Linked DNA regions of Sus scrofa: region 1 is linked to region 2. A link is a contact called in public Hi-C data. All regions are on one chromosome and are shown on one strand. The core of a region is the stretch at or near the end of the contact, and the rest is flanking DNA. Distances in the headings are between cores, read along the strand shown. Region 1 holds the start of CRTC2 (CREB-regulated transcription coactivator 2). Region 2 holds the start of HAX1 (HCLS1-associated protein X-1).

Evidence for each region. Hi-C and Micro-C count contacts between places; a contact is called where the count stands out from the background.
Region 1: a Hi-C map of skeletal muscle shows a contact between it and region 2, with 9 times the contacts expected there. The contact joins the promoter of CRTC2 here to the promoter of HAX1 in region 2. A contact is called at or near these places in 2 of 47 Hi-C or Micro-C datasets (embryonic fibroblasts and skeletal muscle) and 1 of 2 datasets of contacts at active chromatin or transcription factors (alveolar macrophages).

What each region holds. Positions count from the first base shown.
Region 1 is chr4:95,732,831-95,735,530 of Sscrofa11.1, reverse strand. It overlaps CRTC2 (CREB-regulated transcription coactivator 2), which reads right to left and starts at 1,302. Exons shown (of 13, transcript XM_021089801.1): 1 at 954-1,302. It overlaps SLC39A1 (zinc transporter ZIP1), which reads right to left. Exons shown (of 4, transcript XM_001929505.4): 4 at 1,707-2,700. The coding sequence ends at 2,669.
Region 2 is chr4:95,469,706-95,472,566 of Sscrofa11.1, reverse strand. HAX1 (HCLS1-associated protein X-1) reads left to right here and starts at 1,595. Exons shown (of 6, transcript XM_021089792.1): 1 at 1,595-2,440. The coding sequence starts at 2,388. It overlaps UBAP2L (ubiquitin-associated protein 2-like), which reads left to right. Exons shown (of 27, transcript XM_021089781.1): 27 at 1,126-1,445. The coding sequence ends at 1,164.

The DNA.
Region 1 (2,700 bases), core at 53-2,552, 260 kb before region 2:
CTAAATTAGGACTGCACACCAGCTGGGCAAACTCCCACCCCTCACTCTCTCTGACATCCAGCCCTGGGAAGCAAGAAACCGAGGTCAGAGGGGCTTCAGAGGCAACTCTGCCAGGATGCCTTCTTTCTGCAACTTCCCAAGAATCAGTGTTCCCTACACATAGAAGACCCCCCCCCAAGGCACCTCAAAACTGACCCACAAAACAGCCATCTCCCTAGAAAGTTCAGCAAACCATCAGGTTCCACATAACCTATAGCCAACTGGTTACCCCCTTTTGAGATTCAAAGCCCTATCTCTCCTCCAAGGCGGCCAGGGCAAAATACCACGCACCAGTCTGTGAGCAATGGACCTCACCTTCATTCACGTCAGGAAACCACAAGAAGTATTTGAAAAAGGAAGCAAAGGGACGGGACGCAGGAGGGGACTTCCTGCCCCACTGTACCCAGCGCTGCCGTTCAAACCACTCAAGAGGCCCTTTCCCGGAGATAGCAAAGTACCGAGAGTAGCACAAGAGTGCAGAGAGACCAGATTAGAGGAGGTCACCAATTTAAAGGAGCCAGATTAGGGCAAGAAGGCCATCCACCCATCCCATAATCCAACATCGGAGGTGCTTCAGTAGAGTCCCCGAGAGGACTCAATCAGGGATGCACAAGGACCCCACCTCCTACCTTTGTCGGGCTGCGGGGACCACCTCATCTCTCTGTCCACTCCTGCTTCACTTACTTAGTCACTAGTCTTTCCCAAACTCCCAACCTCTCTGCTGTTTTCATCTCCTCCGGCAAAATCCGTCTTCCTGCCCCTCGGCCCTCCACCCGCACCTCCCAGACAGCGGCGCCCGCGGCCCCCTGCCGCGTTCCGCCTCCTTCGCTGAGGCTCCCGCCCCCGCCCCGCCTCTCGGCTCCCAGCTCGGTAACTGCTCTGCTCCGCTCCCGCTCCCCGGAGCGGCCCCTTACCCGGGTGGATCCGATGTCCATCATCACCTCCTCGAAGGCCGCCGTCTCCTCGGCCTGACGCTGCTTCTGCAGCGCGATCTTCTCACTAAACTTGCGCGGATTGGAAGCTGAGGCCGTGGCCGAGCCGGGCCCGTTCGCCCCCGACGTCGCCATCTTCCTCCCCAGTCCCTCCCCGCCACCCTCCCAATACAAGCCACGGCCTCCGCCGCGGGCCCCGGCCCGGCTCTTCCAGCCGTAGCCGCCGCCGCCGCCTCAGCTAGCACCGCGAACCCGGCCCCAGCCTAGCCCTGACCTGTTGCGCGCGGGGACCGCTGGGAGTTGTAGTTTGTTTACGTGACCCTTTCAAAATCCCTGTCACGCAGTACGGGAGAGGAAACGGACACCGTTTCCCAGCAGTCCTATCGACTCCGGGAACTGGGGACTTTGCTCCTCCCTCCCGGCTCCTCCCCGCGCAGGGCAAGCTGGGAAAAGTAGTTCTAAATTGGCCCAGAGCCTACAAACGCGAAGGGGCGAGGGATTAAAAAGGGAGAAAAGGAGGGAAAGAGGGAGGAAAGGGAAGGGGTGGAGACAGGGAGGGAAGCAGGAAGAGACTAGAGGAAAAATTTGGTCATCTTCAGGGAAGGGGACTAGAGAGGGCTGAATGCAAACAGACCCGGGGTATCAAAACAGCTCTAAACATCTGGGACTCAGGCCCTCTCGGACTGGCAACGTGCCCACCCCTTCCCCCCCAAAATAAGTCAGACACTGTACACATGTATAGAAACATGTTTTATTTGGGTAATATATCCCAAAACAAGTCAGTTAGTAAAATAGATTCTAAAGAATATGGCCTATACACAGCCCCTCCCTCCCCAAAAATAACCCTGGGGGTGAGCCTTCCCCTCCCCCCTTGGGATCCTCTGGTATAAAAAATTTTTTGGCAGCTCAGTGTTTATCATCTGGGCATGGGGCACCACGTTCCTGTTCAGTATTCCTAGGGTGCAGCAGCGGTAGGGGGCGGTTGCTCTTCAAACTTTCCCCCCACCCCAAGTTGGCAAACATTTCTGCCCCACCCCGGGATCTGGGACCAAAACAAAGAGCAAGCAGGCCCCCTCCACTGAGGTGCTGGGCAGGGCTCAGTGCCATCACTGTGCTTTGAGAAAGAGGGAGGGGATTTATTTGGCACTTTAAAAATAGAGTGAGGGAGCAGGACTGGAGAAGCCAGAGAAGGTACCAAAACTGGCAGAAAGAGGCCATTTGGCACTAGTCTCCTGGGAGAAGGGACTGGGAAGATAGATACGAAAAGTAGGAAGGGTCCACTCCAAGTGACAGAGGGCTGAAATGGACTGGAACCAACAGGACTGCCTACTCTGGGCCTATGCCCTCTCTGTCCCTCTCCCACAGCAGCTGAGTGCCCACCTCCAGCCTCCCCAGTGGTAGCTTGTCCTCTGTGTAGTGTCTGACCCCTGATACTAGCACTCAATGTCTTCCCTAATACTATTGTCCCTTGATCATGTCTCTAGTGACTTGACCATCTTGTGTCCCCCTGAGCCTAGGAGCCAAGCTCTTGTCTGCCCACATCCTTCTTATTAACTGAATAATTCCAAAGGCTCCATCGCTACCTCCCAGAGGACTCTTTGGTCCTCAATATCTCCCTTCCTATTTCCCACACACTGGGGGAGGAGAGGAAGGTTAAGGGCACGTGAACCTAACCTCCCCTGCCCTCTTGGAGGCCCCTAGACTTGGATGAAGAGCAGGCCAGTGAGCA
Region 2 (2,861 bases), core at 346-2,845:
GTAAGGGCTTCCTTGCTCCCAAAGCTAGCTCTCCAAATTGAAAAGATCAATGAAAGCGAAATTGCCTTGTGATCACTCATCTCCAAGAGGCCATAATTCTCTCTAGAGAGTAGCCTTTCTTTGGAGCAGGGGAGGATGGATTTGGGGGCGTGGGGAGAAGGTGGAATTGAAAATGAGTAGAACGGATTCACTATCTTGTCTCTAAAAGTATCCTGCCCTCTTTTCATCTTTCCCTTATTTGAAGTTTGAAAGTGCTTTTTTATTTGCCAGAGGTGCTCTAGCTGCTGTATAAATCAAATTTCCTATGGTTGCAAAAGGATAAGCTTCAGAGTAGCTCTAAGCAAGGGGAATGGGAGAGTAAAACAATTTCCAAATCTCCACCTGAAGATGTCACAAATTTGTCCCACTAACTAGACTTTTCCTCCCCATTCATCCTCCCATTCCCCTGCAGACGGGCAGCGGGCAACGTAGCCAGACCAGCTCCATCCCGCAGAAGCCCCAGACCAACAAGTCTGCCTACAACAGCTACAGCTGGGGGGCCAACTGAGGCCCTGACCCTCTTCTCCCGGTCCCATCTTCTGAGAGGGCTTCTCAGCCTGGCAACTATGGAAACAGCATCAAAGAGAGAAAGGAATGTGGGGGGGTTCCGCTGCCCCCCACACCCAGCGGCCCACCCCATGCCTCAGCTTCATGTCTGTCCCATTCCCATACCATCCCCACTCTGTTGTATGTATTATAGGATTTGTATTTTCTTCTTTTTTTTTTTTTTCCTTTCCTCTCCTCCTCCCCTCTTGCATTCAAGATTATGAAACTTTGCTGTGGGCCCTGCCCTTCCTTCTCCTCCTCCTGTTCACCCTGGTGGTGTGGGTGAGGTGGGGAGGGGGGACCCCCAAATATATATCAGCCCAACAGCCCTAAGTCTCCTCCTTTATTATTAGGAAACAAAACAACAACAACAAAAAATGGTGTCATGAACATGAACAGCATTGTCAGATGAATTAGTTGAAGTGTTTTTTTTTTTTTTTTTTTTTGTACTGTGTCTTCAAATTTAATGGATTAATGTGTCTTGTATATATAAAAAGAAAACCTCTACCTTCAGCCTCTGCCCATTCTTGCTCCGTCTAGGATATCCTCAGTCTCGTCGATGACCAGCTTGGTGAATAAGTATTACTGTACCAACTGGGCCTTCTCTAGCAGGCCCCGAAGGCAGTGGAATAAAATGAAATCTTCGCCCTTTAAGAACTCCGACCTTAATGTGCTAGTATCTTGCCCCTGAGGGGGTTCCCTTCCGTTCTCCCCTAAGAATTTCACGGCGTGGCCTGGAAAGAATCACTGCAAATCTTCATTTTCTCCAGATCTACAGCAGATTTTAGGCGGTGAAGGGAGTGGAATGGATAGCAGATACTGGGTGGAACGGAAGAGGATTAAATGAAAACTGAAAGAAATGGCTTTGCAGAATCAGTTTAATTAAGATGGGTCCAGGCAAATGAACTGGAAAGAAATGAGGGCAACATGCACTGTTGTTGGCCAGCAAATCTGAAGCAGTAGTTCTTGACGCTTGAGTGCTTTCATTTCACATAACTAATACCCAGCCCCTGAAAAGAAGTCTAGAGTCAGGCCAGGGTTAGGATGGGGGTGGGGTACAGGGAGGCAGAGGCTTTGAAAGTCAAATGATAGGAAAAAGATACTAAAAGCCCCCAATTTTTCCCTCCCAAGAGTTCCCTTGCTCTCTTATGAAGTCTTTAACCTGCTGGTTGCAGAGCTTGCCTGGAAGAATTAGAGGAATTCTTAACAGCTGGAGAGAGAAGTCCTTGCGTTCCCTGAGTCTTTTTCTTTTACTCAACTCTGGGGAAGTCACTACATTAGAAGGAGCTTGATGCAACGTTTTGTCCATCCCTCTGGTATCAGACTTAATTGGCTCAGTCAGGAAACAAAACCGAGGCGGGTCCAGGAGGAGTCCATGGGTGTAGTGAGCCGGCGGTGAGGGAGGGCCTTGGTCCAGTTCATTTGTGCGGATGGGCTGCCCTCTGGCGGCTGCCTCCGGTGCCATCCGGCGGCGTGAAACCCTTGAGACACCCTGTCGGACCGACCGCATTGGTCGGCAGAAGGAATTGGCTTAGGAGTCAGGTGACTGTTGGAAAACGAAAATTAAGTACACCCACTCCCTTCACAGGGAACAGGTGGGGTAAAAGAAAAAACCTTTCGAATTCGATAGGCCTGCCCCGCCCTCAACCACGCCCCGCTTACGGTCGTTTTACGACAGTGTCCGACCGATCGCAGGCTTGCTTTCAGGCAGCGTGGTCTGACGCTTCGCTCAATTTCCGACGGCGTAGCTTTGGTTTCTCCCCCCGGCTTTGGGGTTCGAAGGTTCGAGTCCCACGACGGGAATGAGCCTCTTTGATCTCTTTCGGGGATTTTTCGGCTTTTCTAGACCTCGGAGGTGAGAATGGGTCCGGGTCAGATAAGGGAGGGGGATCCGCTGAGGGAAGCTTGACCCCTGACACACTGTTTTTGGAAAAACATCCTTTTCCCCACTCATGCAACTCCTGCGGAGAGGGCAGAAGTCACAACATTGAGCACACACCCCGCGGCAGTAACCAAGGCAGTCGTTAAGAGGAGAAACAGGCGCTTAAACGTTTCTCCGTTCTGGGGTGATGCAGCAGGGGCCCAAGTGTGGGGAAGACAATGCAGCTCTGGGGAAGGGGTCAGTGAGCGAGCGGGACCTTGGGAGAGAGGGGAGGGGTTGGGGAACGCTGAAGAAAAGCTGAGGGGAAATGTTTGGGGGAGCCGCGAGGCGAGGACTGGCTTTGATAAAAACAAAACAGACACGATGGCCAGTTCTCTAACGCTCGCTTCAGCTT